Regions from separate parts of the Sus scrofa genome. Here region 2 is linked to region 1. The links are chromatin contacts, called in public Hi-C maps. All regions are on one chromosome and are shown on one strand. The core of a region is the stretch at or near the end of the contact, and the rest is flanking DNA. Distances in the headings are between cores, read along the strand shown. Region 1 holds the start of ADGRG5 (adhesion G-protein coupled receptor G5). Region 2 has its middle 97 kb from the start of N4BP1.

What was found. A called contact is a pair of places that touch in the nucleus more often than the background predicts.
Region 2: a Hi-C map of omental adipose tissue shows a contact between it and region 1, with 5 times the contacts expected there. The contact joins the enhancer-like site here to the promoter of ADGRG5 in region 1. A contact is called at or near these places in 4 of 47 Hi-C or Micro-C datasets (mesenteric adipose tissue, omental adipose tissue, retroperitoneal adipose tissue and 1 more).

The regions. Positions count from the first base shown.
Region 1 is chr6:19,453,212-19,460,541 of Sscrofa11.1, reverse strand. ADGRG5 (adhesion G-protein coupled receptor G5) reads right to left here and starts at 3,992. Exons shown (of 18, transcript XR_002344544.1): 1 at 3,640-3,992; 2 at 2,819-2,930. It overlaps CCDC102A (coiled-coil domain-containing protein 102A), which reads left to right and starts at 3,547. Exons shown (of 9, transcript XM_013988526.2): 1 at 3,547-3,696.
Region 2 is chr6:36,215,337-36,222,666 of Sscrofa11.1, reverse strand. No RefSeq gene overlaps it. Among named protein-coding and RNA genes, the nearest start is that of N4BP1, 97 kb to the right of the region's middle. Within about 2 kb of position 2,811, at least 5 of the 83 cell types and tissues checked have an H3K27ac peak or open chromatin away from gene starts, as enhancers often do. A contact at or near this core is called in omental adipose tissue, where this site is marked.

The sequences.
Region 1 (7,330 bases), core at 2,743-5,242:
GGTAACAGATTTCCTATTTATACCATGTCTGGGAGTTCCCGTTGTGGCTCAGCGATAATGAACCCAGCTAGTATCAGTGAGGATGTGGTTTTGATCCCCGGCCTTGCTCAGTGGGTTAAGGATGGGGTGCTGCCGTGAGCTGTGGTGTAGGTCGCAGATGCAGCTCAGATCTGGCGTTGCTGTGGCTGTGGCGTAGACCGGCAGCTCCAGCTCCAATTTGATTCCTAGTCTGGGAACCTCCATGTGCCGCAGGTGCAGACCTAAAAAGCAAAAATTATAAGTAAATAAATAAAACACACGTCTGTCCTAAAAAGGTGAAATGATTGAAAGAAAAATGCTAAGTAAGGAGGGGCACAAGTACTACGTGTTGACGGCAAAAACTGATGGCAGAGATACCGGACAGAAACCGCTGAAGTGTGGGAAATCCTAACGTAAGCCTCGATCAAAAACCCCACCGTGCTACACTGGAGAAAGAAACCCCTCAGGAGCCACTGGAGGCTGACACCGGATTACCACTGCATCCAGAGGGCTGCCTGGAGGTGTGGTTTTAAGAACAGGACCGAGGATGGTAAAACTGAGAGTCCCAGTTCTGTGACCTGAGCCTGCACATGGCTTCTGATCTTCACTTTTCTCACGGAGATGCTGGTAACACCCAGCTGACAGAATGGCTATGAAACAGTTCATTCTTGGGAGTTCCTGTCGTGGCTCAGGGGTTAACAAATCCAACTAGGAACCATGAGGTTGCGGGTTCAATCCCTGGCCTTGCTCCATGCGTTAAGGATCCGGCGTTGCCGTGAGCTGTGGTGTGTGTCGCAGACGTGGCTCGGATCCCGCATTGCTGTGACTCTGGTGTAGGCTGGGGGCTACAGCTCCAATTAGACCCCTAGCCTGGGAACCTCCATATGCCTCAGAAGCGGCCCTAGAAAAAGGCAAAAAGACAAAAAAAAAAAAAAAAAAAAAAAAAAAAGAAAGAAAGAAAAGAAAAAGAAAAAGAAAAAAGAAACAGTTCATTCCTGTTAACTCCCAAAGACACAGTCAGCACATGTCTTGGTTTCATGAGCGGGCAGCTCTCCCCACCGCACACAGTGCAAGAGACACCCCTTGGACAGCATTTTTGCTTCTTGAGAAGGAGAGCCCAACGGCAATGACACTGTCATAGGAGCTTAGGTTCACCACCAGCTCAGCCTCCTCCACCTTCTCCATCCCTAGCCCCAACTCCAGAAACTCCGGGAAAGAACTCTAGGCTCTTGGGCCATGGCTGTCTTTACTGGCTGTCAAACTTTGAGTAACTCTGAGCCAAGAGGCTGGCTGAGTATTTCCTCAAATTTTAAAGAGATATTCCAGTCCTCTGAGTACTCAGTATCTGACTCTCACAGGCCCCAGGTACACAGTAAGCCACCACAAGTACAGATCAGTTCCCTCTCAAACACCACAGAGCCCTGCCAAAATCTCTCTCTACCTGATGGCCAAAGGCCATCAACATTTAACCATGTGAATACAAAGTAAACGGTGATGAGTGAAACTGCAGATCTCACAAAAAGTGTGGGATTTCATGAAGTGGATGGAAGTGATGCCATGGAAATAGAGCAGCAGCTGACCAGAGGAAGAGAACTTCTGTCAAGAGAAATGACCAGGAACTTCTAGAAAGACTTGTTTGACTACCAAGGAATTCAGAGTGAGCCTGAGGTACGAAATCCTCAAATATTTTCGCCAAAATGATCCTCTTGGCGTTCCCATCGTGGATCAGCAGTTAAGGAATCTGACTAGCATCCACGAGGACACAGGTTCGATCCCTGGCCTCGTTCAGTGAGTTAAGGATCCGGCATGGCCGTGAGCTGTGGTGTAGGTTGAAGACTCGACTTGGATCCTGCGTTGCTGTGGCTGTGGCGAAGGCTGGCGGCTATAGCTCCAATTCAACCCCTAGCCTGGGAACCCCCATATGCCACGGGGGCGGGCCTAAAAAACAAAAACAAACAAACAAAAAAAGATCCTCTTACTGCAAAGAGCCAGTTCTTCATTTATTCTAATGTATGCATGCACTCATAATCCAAATACAGGCATAACCTCAGGGATATTTCAGTTTCAGTTCCAAGTCGCAGCATTAATTCAAATACACAATAAATCTAATCACATGAATTTCTTTGTTTTCCCAGCACATGCAAAAATTATGTTTTCACTATACTGTAGCTTAGTAAGTGTGCAATAACATTGTCTAAAAAAAGTGTATACAGCTTAATTTAAAAATCTTTACTACTAAAAAATGCTATCATCTGAGCCTTCAGTGAGTCCTAATCTTTCTGCTGGTGGAAGGTTTGAAATACTTTGAGGATTATCCAAATGTGACATGGAGAGGAGTTTCCACTGTGGCCCAGCGGTAACAAACCCAACTAGCAGCCCTGAGGACAAGGGTTCGATCCCTGGGCTCACTCAGTGGGTTAAGGATTCCCACATTGCTGTGGCTGCGGTGTAGGTGGGCAGCTACAGCTCCTATTCGACCCCTAGCCTGGAAACTTCTACATGCCGAGGGTGCAGCCCTAAAAAGAAAAAGAAAACAAAAAATGTGACAGACATGTTGATGTCAATGGACTCGCTCTAGACAGGGTTGCCACAAACCTTCAATTTGTAAAAAAAAAAACTCAGTATTTTATTGCCCCATAGCTTGGGAAGGGCAATAAAGAGCTATACCCTTATTGTTAGGTATGGATTCAAACTCATTTATCTTCATCATTTTTTGTTTCTTCTTTCATGTAAAGGCCCTATAAGGCAAGGTTCCCTCTGTGATCTGCGAATTTCTAGTCCCCTTTTTAGCCAGATTCACCTCAGCGGCCATCCAGGGCACAGGATGTGGTAAAGAGAGCGCCAGTCTTCTCCTCACACCAAAACCGCAGACACCCACTCCCAAGGGAGGAAGCTCCAAAAGGGGCGCGTAGCTGCAGGCAAGGGCGCGTGAAGGTAATTGCCCGGACCACCCCGCCCGCTGCAGCCCCGCCCGGGGCAGGAAGCACCCCAGCACATCCTAGAAAATCTCCGCCAGGCGCACCAAGGGCCCCGCTACGCTTCTCAACACGCGTGAAGCTACTTTGGTCAACCTTTAGGTTGTAAAAAGGGTAAACTTAGGCCAGAGGAGGGGCAGGGACTGGTTGCCGCACCTCCACTCGGTGGCAGAGTGGCCCTGGGAAGTTTGCAGGTAACAAAAGTGAACACTTGATAAACACACTCCACGTGCTGAGCCGGGGACAGAGGGTGCCCACTCCTGCTGCTGGGCGCCCAGTACGTCACTGACGCTCAGGAAACCTGAGGCGGGAAAGCCGAGCCCCTTGGGGGCCTCCAGACCCTGCCTTCCGTCCCCTCACCCCCAGCCCTCCATGCGGGGGTGGGGCCTCTGTCGGGGTCCGGCCCGCTCAGCGCTGATCCCACCGGCTCCGCCCGGGCCCCTCACCCGAAAGTTAGGCGGGGGCTCCCCCACCCCACCCACTCTGCCGGCCAGGGTCAGAGTGGGGTCGCAACCCTCCGGGGGCCCCACCGCCCCCGCCCCCACCCCGCCGTCTCCTTTCCCTCCCCTCCCCCCGGGAGGGAGGAGGAGACTCCGCGGCCCTCCCTCGGCCCTCCCGGCGGCGGCCGCCGCAGTAAGCCCCGTACCCGCTCCGCCCAGCCGCGGCGGGTCGGACGTCCGGAGCCCGCGGGTCCCCGGCCGAGGTGAGCGGGGTTAGCAGTGCAGGGGCCTGAGAGCCAACGCGTCCCGGGAACTCCCTCCAGGCCGCGAACCTACTGCGGGAGGGAAGGGGTTAAGTTGGGGGGCGTGCTGGAGGAGAGCGGAGCAGCGAGAGCTCCCGCGTCCGCAGCAAGCCTCAAACTCCCAACAAAACTTTCTGACTCCCTTCCCGGGTTTCCCCCTCTCCTGGGCCCCGGGCCTCAGGGGTGAAGGAACTGCGGGAGGTCGGGGGAGGGCAGGGCGGCCTTCGGGACGCCGCGGGCCGGGGCCAGACGGGAGGGGGGCGGTGGCGGGCGGGGCGGAATTTGGAACTCTCCCGGGGACCCAACGTGGTCACCATGGCGAGTGCGGGATGGACGGGCGGCGTGGGCCAATCGGAGCGAGGCACCCCTGCCCCCGGCCCGCGGCGGCTGCCAATGGGGGGCCGCGAGGTGGGGTAGGCGGGACCGCGTCGCCCCGGCCGGGAGACCCTCCTCCCGCTCTCCACCGCTTGGCGGAGCGGGGCTGCTGGGGACCAGGCGACCAAGTGAGGGTTAAGGCGGCTCGCGGTTGTGGGAGGGCAGAAAGGGAATTTCTGTAAAGTGTTGGGGCAGGTGGAGCGATGGCTAAGAACAAGGAGAAGAGAGTGGGCGTTGGTGGCCTCACCGTTCCGGTGGTACGAACAGGAGTGATGTCCAGCCAGCACCTTCCCCACCAGGGGCTTCGGTTTTTCGATCTTAAGTGTGGGTTATGTAGGACTGTTGTGGAGGTCGAATTAGTTCGCGTTGGCAGGTTCTGCCCGCTTGTTGGACAAAACTTTTCGGTGTCTCGTTAGTGCCTCTCGCCGTCCTAAAAGTAAGGAAACAGGTCCAGAGGGGGCACGGACCTGCCCGTGTCACAGAGCAAAAGAGGCGGAGCTGGGACTCATGGGAAGTCCACTCTGTTCAAGAGTAGTTCAGAGGCCGGGGCTGGGGTCTGCCCAGTGAAAGTCTCTCAATCTCTCCCAGCTCAGCGTGGCTGCTTGGCCTGATGCCTGAGGACCCCATCATGTAGGTAGGTGCTCCCAGGGGCCTCTTGCCCTTCAGGTGATCATGACCAGGGAGGGGGGGCATCCAGTCCCAGCCCTCTAGCGCCCCACCAGCACTGGTCCTCTCTGTGGATGTGGGCAAGGAGCTGTACCTCTGGGCCTCGGTGGGCCCATCTGTAAAGAAAGGAGTTCTCATCAGTGATATAGGATATCTGTGGCTTTTCTAAGATGGGATTATCTGAGTACATGCCAGGGGTTGCTTCCCCCCACCCCCCAGGCTCAGGTTCAACCTGCAGGCCCACTTGCAGCCCTCCCTCCCTCTCAGTCCTCTCCTGGAGGTGCAGTGGCTGAAGCCTGGGCAGCAGGTCGGAGGGACAGGCGCCCACAGTCTGTGGGCTGACCAGCCTTGGACCCTGCACTTATCCAATCAGGCTGTCCTCTGTGGTTTCCTGCCGGGCTCTGCTCCCTGCCCACAGCCTGGCCTGTGGCCACAAGCCAGCCCCAGAGCCCCACCTGAAAGGTTCTGGGAGGACATAGGAGGTTTTCTGAGCTGAAGGGCAGAGAACGGCCAGGTATGCCCCCCAGGCCCCTCAGCTAGGGCCCATCCAGGCCTTAGCTTTGCTTCCTCCTCTCGTAACAATTGAGAGTCATCTGAACATGCTAAGAACCAAACAAAGTGGTCCCTGTGTGAGCCACTTAGGCATCCTCAGATAGGAGGTCTGACCTTTGACCTGGCCATGAGATGACCTCTAACTCTGACTTCGGCCACAGACAGACTCAGACACTTATCTGTCTCAAAGCCTGGTCACAAAGCGACTCCTGATCCTTAGGATGGCTCAGCTCTCCCTGGGTTTAGGGAACTCCTAACTGTCCATTTTTCATCCATCAGTCTGGGAAGCATGTGTGTGCTGACAGCCAGTGAGACCAAGATGCCCTGTGGACTTTACAGTGTGGCCATTGCTGAAGACTAGGGAGGTGCCAGTGCTTTGAGAGCATTAACATACTCTGTGTACAAGATCAGGGAAGGCTTCCCAGAGGAGGGGTAACCAAAGGTGGGTCTTGAAGGATGTGTAGGAGTTTGCTGCTAGAGAAAGAAGAGACATTCCAAACAGGTCCACAAGCAGCAGGAACCACTGGTCACTTTCTGTGAACAGGGGTGATGAGGATCTAGCCAGAGGCAAATATCAGACCAAAACATTTTAGTTTCTGTCTTATGAGTGGCCAGCTGCTGCCTGGAGCAGTGAGGATTGCTGTCGGCCTAGGGTTCAAGAACTCTGAGTCCTTCCTACTCATTCCTGCTGCCCAGCTAAGGGGATGCGAAGTCATAGTTCAGCCTTCTGCTCTCCACCCCACCCACCAACTTTGAGCAAATCCTGCCTGCAGGGCCTGTCCTTGTGGCTCTGGGTGGCACGTGTTCTGCCTGGGTCCTAGTGGCTCTGGGTGGCATGTGTCCTGCCTGGGTCGGGAGAAGCCTGTGCTGCAAGGAAGAGAGGGGGCAGCTGGCCAGATCTGGCTGTGGAAGGTTGTGGAACTATGATTCCTGGATAGAGAGTGGGGCTGAGGGGATCAAGGTGTTTCCTGAAGGTGATGAAACTGAGCTTGAAGGATGGGTGGGGTTTCAGGGTCTGAAGCGGGCATTCCAAGTGGGGGGAACAGCCTGAGCAGAAACCCTAAGGGTTTGAGCAGGAATAGACCCGTCTGGCTGGTGGGAGGCAGGAGAGGGGACGGTGGGTGGCTGGGAAAGGCTCTGTGGGCCTGTGGAGGCTGGTCCCTCCTCCACCTAACCCCTCGAGGGGTGGTGTCATCCTGCGGGAATCAGGCCACCCCATACACATATGCACACCCCAGGGCAGAAGGCACTGAGCCTGGTGGGGATGGGGCAGGAGGGGTAGGGCAGCTGGAGCCTGTCTCTGCAACTGCAGGCAGGACCTCTGCGTTGCAGCCGACTCTTGGTGAGAGTATACATTACCAGAGCTGTGTGTGTGTGTGTGTGTGTGTGTGTGTCCCCAAGGCTGTGTTATGTGGGTGGGGTGGGCTTGGGGCTGAGGAGAGGTGTTGCTAGGCAAAGTCTAGCTGCCCTTGAATGTGTGCGCAGGGTTCCTGGTATGCTGGGGATAGGCGTCTCCAGAAAGCCAACCTTGGGACCTGCACCCCCATCCTTTCCCACACATGTGCACACACACATCTTTCAGGGGACCCTGGGCCTGCAGGAGAGCTGTGCAGAGCCCCCCTGTCCCCACTGTTCCTCATCCTCCTCCCCGACCCCCAGAAGGGGCAGGGCCAGGCTGCTGGGAGGGGAACTGGAGTTGAGTCTAGAGCCCACCCCTGCCTTTAGCGTAGGCGCCTGGAAGCCATTAGGGGCCTGGGTGGCGCCCGCCCTGCCCCTGCGCGACAAGCTTGGGATTCCTGGAAGGAGCGGGCCACCCCCTCCCTGCCAAGCCCCATGCCAGGCCTGGCAGATCCCAGAGGCAGAGAGGATATGACAGTGGCCCCCTCCCTGCCACCCTGTCAGTTTAGGGGCCACAGGAAAGGCCCAGCACATGGGGGCCCACCCAGAGGACCCCCTCCTTACCCCCCACCCATTCTCTGGCCCCTGCTGGCACTCGGATTTC
Region 2 (7,330 bases), core at 1,562-4,061, about 17 Mb before region 1:
CTTGTAATCAAAAGGAGACAAACATATAAAAGCTAGTCTTGGAGTTCCTGTTGTGGCTCACTGGGTTAAGAATCTGACTAGTATCCATGAGGATGCGAGATCGATCCCTGGGCTCACTCAGTGGGTTAAGGATCCGGCATTGCCACAAATGGTGGTGTAGGTCTCAGATGCAGCTCCAGTTGGACTCCTAGCCTGGGAACTTCCATATGCCACAGGTTTGGCCCTAAAAAAAAGAAAGAAAGAAAAAAAGAAAGCTAGTTTATTAAGGACAGCTGAGAGAACCTGGGCCCCTGCTGGAAGTTTTTGTCAGCTGAACTAGTGATAAACTGGATTTGTTTTGTTTTTTTGTTTTGTTTTTTGTTGTTTTTGTTTTTTCTTTTGTCTTTTTAGGGCCGCACCCACGACATATGGAGGTTCCCAGGCTAGAGGTCAAGTCAGAGCTGTAGCCACTGGCCTATGCCGTAGCCACTGGCCTATGCCATAGCCATAGCCACAGCAATGCAGGATCCGAGCTGAGTCTGTGACTTACACCACAGCTCGCAGCAACACTGGATCCTTAACCCACTGAGCAAGGCCAGGGGTTGAACCTGTGTCCCCTTGGATGCCAGGCGGCTTCACTAACTGCTGAGCCATGATGGGAACTCCTAAACTGGATTTGCTAAGTGAGAAAAGTAGCTCCCTTTGTGTTTAAGCCACTGTCATCAGGTTTCTATTATTTGAGTGAAAAGCAGGCACAACCACTATCGACACAAATGAACTACAAATGAAGAGAGGAAGTAAAAATATAGAATACTATATTGGTGGGATGAGGCAGAGGAGGAGAGAGAGTAGTCTTAGCAGCTAAATACTCATAACAGGAAGTCTAAAGGGATAAATCAAAAACAGTTATACACACCCCCAAGGGATTGAAAACATATGTTCATACAAACACCTGTACATGAATGTTCATAGCAGTATTATTCATAACAGCCCCCAAAGGAAACCAGCCAGATATTCATCATGAAATGAATGGATAATCAGTGTGGTATATCTATACAACTGAATATTATTCAGCCATAAAAAAGGAATGAAATACTTATATACATATTTCAACATGGATGAACTTTGAAAACATTTTGCTACGTGAAAGAAGACAGATAATGAAAGGTCACATATTGTGTGATGCTGTTGGTATGAAAAGTCCAGATGAGTCAAATCCATAGATACATGAAGTAGATCAGTAGCTGGGGAGGAGAAAGAATGGGAGGTGATCACTGATGAATATAGTTTTTCTTGGGGGGGGGTGAAAATGTTCTAGAATTAGGGGTGATGGTCATACAAATTTATGAATATAAAACATTCACTGAGTTGCACTCTTTAAAATGATGAATTTTGTTCCATGTGCATTCCCAAAACAAGAACAGAGGCATCCCTTTGTGGCACAGTGGGTTAAGGATCCAACATCATCACTGAAGTGGCAGGGGGTCGCTGCTATGGCTCGAGTTCAGTTCCTGGCCCAGGAACTTTCACATGCTGCAGGTGCAACCACGCAAAAAACAAAAGCAAAAAAACCAAAAACAGTAGTTCCCGTCATGGTGCAGCAGTTAACGAATCTGACTAGGAACCATGAGGTTGCGGGTTCGATCCCTGCCCTTGCTCAGTGGGTTAAGGATCCGGCGTTGCCGTGAGCTGTGGTGTAGGTTGCAGACACGGCTCGGATCCCGCGTTGCTATGGCTCTGGCGTAGGCCGGCAGCTACAGCTCTGGTTTGACCCCTAGCCTGGGAACCTCCATATGCTGTGGGAGCGGCCCAAGAAATGGCAAAAAGACAAAGAAAAAATAAATAAATAAAAGCAAAACCAAGAACAGAAACAGCTATGTAAGTAGAGTATTAGGGATATGGAAGGATCCACCAAAAGGCAGGCTTGAAAATGATTCCTTCTTAGAAGCAGGAACAATAAAAAAAATTCCTTTTCATTATTAGCCCTTCTGTATCACCTGATTTTTAAAAACATGTTTGTGTTACTTTGATTAAAAAAAACTTAAAGGTAAAAAAAGTTGCATAAGAATCTTTCTTTCTTTGGAGCCTTGGCTAAGCTAGCAGCTCTAGTAAGGAAAAGCTTTTTCTTGCTCTCATTTCCAGGCAGTTTGCCAATTTACATCTCCTTCCTTTTCAGCTGATCTCTGCCAACCTGGTGTCAGACACTGAAAACTCACTTCGAAGTAAGAAAGTGTCTAAGAAAAATAAAAAGCACATTCTTCACGAAAATCACACATTTATAATTCTTCAGCCCCATGACTAGTGAAATGTTTTTCATAACAGAGAAAAAGTGAGGAGGAGCCTAACTCAAAAATAATCTTCAAACCCCTTTCAGAGCTTTTCACAAGAATAAGGAAGGAGCTCATCGAACAGCAATAACCAGATCTCAGTTCCAAACCAGCAGTACTGAGGTACCTGGTCGTTAAAGACAGGATTCTGCAGATATCAAAACAGAAGCTTAGTCTCTCCCCTTTCCTGGAGAAGCCACTTGCCCCCTGCAGATGACTATGAAAGGCCTATAATCCAAGACTTAGTCAACTGATCCTTCATGAATCCACAGTCCCAACTTCTTACAAGATGTAACTCATTTAGAAGGAAAAAAAATACAGGCCTACTTTCATTAGCTATCCCATGATTTTGGCACCTGGTTGAATGTTTGATGGCTGGCTGACAGTGAACGTGGAGGGAGATGGGAGCTGGTGTGTTTCCTCCCCAACCCCGCCTCCACTTCTGTCTCCTGGTGACTTCTGCAAGATCCAAAACCAGAACCTAAAGCAAATGGATTCAGAAGTGCTTTTAGCTGAAGTTCCTTCTGTGGTGCAACAGGATTGGTGGCCTCTTGGGAGAGCTGGGATGCAGGTTCATTCCCCAGCCTGGCACAGTGGGTTAAGTTTCCAGAGTTTCCACAGTTGTGGCTTAGGTCAGGACCGTGGCTTGAATCTGATCCCTGGCCTGGGAACTCCATGTGCCATGGGGTGGCCAAAAAAGAAAAAAAAAAAAAAAAAATAGAAGTGCATTTAGCTTCTCCTGGCTACTTCTGGTGGTTGTCCAACCCAGAAGAAAAAGCTACTTCCTGTTTAGGGTAAGGAGCAAAATCTTTGGCTTCTATCATGGACAAAGATTCTCTTGAAGCCAGTCTGTACCTTTTTAATCCTTCAAGTCTGGAAAGATTTTTTTTTTTCTTCACTCAACCTGCTTTTCATACCACAATCTCACATTTTCTCTCTACATTCTTAAAGCACCCAGAGCCTGCTGTGCCCTTGCCACACCCTCACCCAAGCGAATTATTTCGCTTGCTCAAGGAGTTACAGGGGATGAACAGAACAACTTGGATGCTCTCAATCAGTCCCTGATCTTGGCAACCTCCCTGCCTGCCGTGGTATTATTTTCATCAGGCTCCACAGCAAATGGGCCCCAAGGATAGGATTCTGATCGATTTTAGTTACTGACTCATGTGGTGCTGCCCAAGGGCATTGCCCACAGACTTTCGAGTCTAGAAGGCCTTCACCAGTCAAAGGAAAAATGGTAGTGGAACTTCTGATGACATGGTTGAGGGTCAGGAAGGACTGAGCTCCCACTTTGCACACTATCCCTCATAATTGAGGAAGAGGGCACCCTCCAGCTGGAATGAGGGTCAGGACGGCTACCAAAAGCACCAGGCTCACGTCCTGCAATTTTCATAACATCCATGAAAATGAGTGTCTCTTTCCCAGTAGTTCCAATAGAAGTCTCAGGACCGAATCCCATTGGCCTGGTTCAGTCACGTGTTCATCCCTGGACCAATCACTGTGGCCCAGTGGGAGGGTTCTGATTGGCCATGTCAAGGTCACATGTCCACCCTTCCTGGAATCCGTGGACTGATTGTGTGGGAGAAAAATAGGGGCAGGGGGGGGGCTGTAGTTACCCAAAAAGGAGGATGAATGTCAGAGGGACTAGAACAATGACTTTATATATGTCTACTTAAAAAAAATAATAAGAAGAGACAAAGACAAATACTGAACATGAAAGTCACACATGATCCCTAGACAGATACGTCTTGGGGAGCCATCTCTGCTTACCATTTTGTAACAGGCTCTTATGTATTGACTGATCGTGGCATGGACCCAGGGCTCTAAGCTCAGCAAGGAGGTCTGGACAGTAAGACTGGGTCATAGAGTAAGCACATTTGAAAACCTCTTGATAGAAATGAGCAAACCACCTCAGGAAGATTTCATCAATGTACCCCACACTCAGGGTGCCTGGAGCCCCACTTCCTTAACCCTGCCCTGGCACAGCACAGCTGGGAAAGGGTACAGAAGTCAACTCTTCCCAGGAAGGTATTTTCAGGAACCTCCACCTCCAACTCACATCTTTGAGGCTGGCAAGTTGGGAAGGCTGGAAAATCTGCCCCTCACACCCATTCACCTCCTTTTGGGGGGCACCACGCCCCTTCTGGTATCCTTCTCTCCTGCTCCCACTCCAGGTTGGCTGGGGCAGGCTTATGGCAGGACCTTTCCAGGGGCCATTTACATTCTTTTTTTTTTTTTTTTTTTTTTTTAGAACCATACCCACAGCAAATGGAGGTTCCTAGACTAGGGGTTGAATTGAAGCTGTAGCTGCCGGCCTGCACCACAGCCACAGCAACCTGGGATCTGAACTGCGTCTGCTGGGTCCTTAACCCACTAGACGAGGCCAGGGATCGAACCTGTGTCCTCTTGGATTATAGTTGGGTTTGTTAACCACTGAGCCACGATGGGAACTCCTACATTCTTTTTTATTATTTTATTTTATCTCATTTTATTTATTTACCTACTTATTTATTTACTTTTTAGGGCCACGCCTGTGGCATATGGAAGTTCCTGAACTAGGGGTTGAATCGGAGCTGCAACTTCTGGCCTACACCACAGCCACAGCAACACTGGGTCCAAGCTGCATCTGAGACCTACACCACAGCTGATGGCATAGCTGAACCCTTAACGCACTGAGGGAGACCAGGGATCGAACCCACATCCTCATGGATACTAGTTGGGTTCCTTACAGCTGAGCCACAGTGGGAATTCTAGCCATTTACATTCTAATCACAGGGCCTGAGAAGACTAACTAGTGGAATTTCAGGCATCAGACCTGCAGTGGAGGAAATCCTATCTTCTGATGTGAGAGGCAGACCTGAGTTTGATCCCCAGCTTTGTCACTTTTTAAGTATATGGGTTTAGGAGAAATATTTAACCTCATCGAGGCTTGAGTTATTTTGAGGATTAATTTAGAAGAATGACTGTATTTCAGAAACCCATCCGGAGATCATGTTTAAGTTAGACACCCAGTAAACATAAGGTCACTATGTTACTTGTTTGCAGTGGAATGCACTGGAATGGGGACCCGTGCTGCTGGGTGCCTTTGCCTAATCCGTGACCCTCTCTGGACAATGAAGCTTGGACTAGATGTTCTGCCTGCTTGGGGAGCCTGGGATTTCCAAATGCAGGCCATGATGGAACTGGCATACTTGCACGTGTGTGTGTGTGTGTGTGTGTGTGTGTGGAGAGAGCATAAGCGTAGGTGTGTCCCTTTGCACCAGGTGGAGGTGTTACCCCTGGGGCCCCCAAATCCATGCATGTAGAGAGCCATAGCAAGCACTAGGCTGGCAGGGAGACCAGCCTGCTGGGGACAATGGTTGGGTCGCCAGCAAATGCTGATTGCTCCCTCTCCTTCCCTGGGCTGCTTGGAAGGTGCTGGGGGTGGGGGGGAGGTGGGAGTGTGGGGTGAGGAGTGGGGGCCGGGGTGAGACCTCAGCAACTCTATCTCCGTGGAAAAGGCAAGGACGAGCTCGGGCCTCCTGCCGGGTGCTGGCTGGCAGCCAGGCCTCGCTGTCCATGGGCCACAGCTAAATTGGGTCCAGCTGTTGCCCAGGAATCTGATATTAACAAACGTGTCCCTGGGGCAGCCGCTCCTTCCTACCGCCAGAGGTTTCGGCCCCTAAGCCTGCAGCCCAGGCAGAGATTTTGGAGGGCCCTGGGCCCACAGGATCCCAGGTTGGTGGCTTCTTCCGTGGGGAGATAGGCTGTGTCCCCTAGCTGGGCTGATTTCATGCCAGGTTATCATCTCAAGTGTCTGGTCAAGATGAGGGTTGGGGTCTGTTTCAAAGGTGCTCGAATCCCACTTCTCCATCTTGGGAGGCAGCTGCAGACCAGCCTGGTTTCCTGTGCTTAAATGTGCTTTTCCTCACCAGAGGCTGTCTCTCCACCAGGCTTAGGAGGCTCAGGCAGCCTAGAGCCTGGGTGGTGGAAAGTGGCAGTGAGTCCAGGAATTCAGAGTTGCTCTGGGTTGGTGCTCCATTGCCCTCCTAGGTTTTGTTTGTTTGTTTCTTTTTTTCTTTTTTTCTTTTTTTTTTTGTCTTTTTGCCATTTTCTTGGGCCGCTCTCGCGGCATATGGAGGTTCCCAGGCTAGGGGTTGAATCGGAGCTGCAGCCACCAGCCTACGCCAGAGCCACAGCAATGCGGGATCCAAGCCAAGTCTGCAACCTACACCACAGCTCACGGCAACGCCAGATCGTTAACCCACTGAGCAAGGGCAGGGACCGAACCCCAACCTCATGGTTCCTAGTTGGGTTCTTTAACCACTGCGCCACGACGGGAACTCCTCTTTTTTTCTTTTTACAGCTGCACCCGCAGCATATGGAAGTTCCTGGGCTAGGGGTTGAATCAGAGCTGCAACTGCCAACCTACACCACAGTAAAGCAAAGCATATGGAAGTTCCTGGGCTAGGGGTTGAATCAGAGCTGCAACTGCCAACCTACACCACAGTAAAGCAATGCTGGATCCTAGCCACATCTTCGACCCACACCATAGCTCAGGGCAACTCTGGATCCTTAACCCACGAAGCAAGGCCCGGGATCGAACCCGCATCCTCACCGAGACTACGTTGGGTTCTTAACCCACTGAGCCACAAAGGGAGCTCTGCCCTCCTAGGTGTTGAGCTCTACTGGTCCTTCTCTTCCCCACTCCCTCCACCCCTCCCTCCCTATCTCCTTCCTGCCTTCCTTCCAGGCTATTATGTGCCAGGACCTAAGGAAATACTCATAGTATGCCCTGCAGGGAGGCTGTGTTACCTGCTCGGAGCCGCTGCTAAATAACCTGATGGAGGGTATGACAGCAGAGGCTGGTGGAGCCTCAGTTTAAATCCAGTCTGGGTGACCCCTGGCAGACATTTCTCCCACTCTTCCAAGATGTATGCCCCACGCAGGGGCCTGGCATGGAGGATAACGAGATGAACTTGGATCCGTGCCCATGGAGGCTGGCAATGCCGGGAGCAGTAAATAACCATGAGATAGAGAAGGGG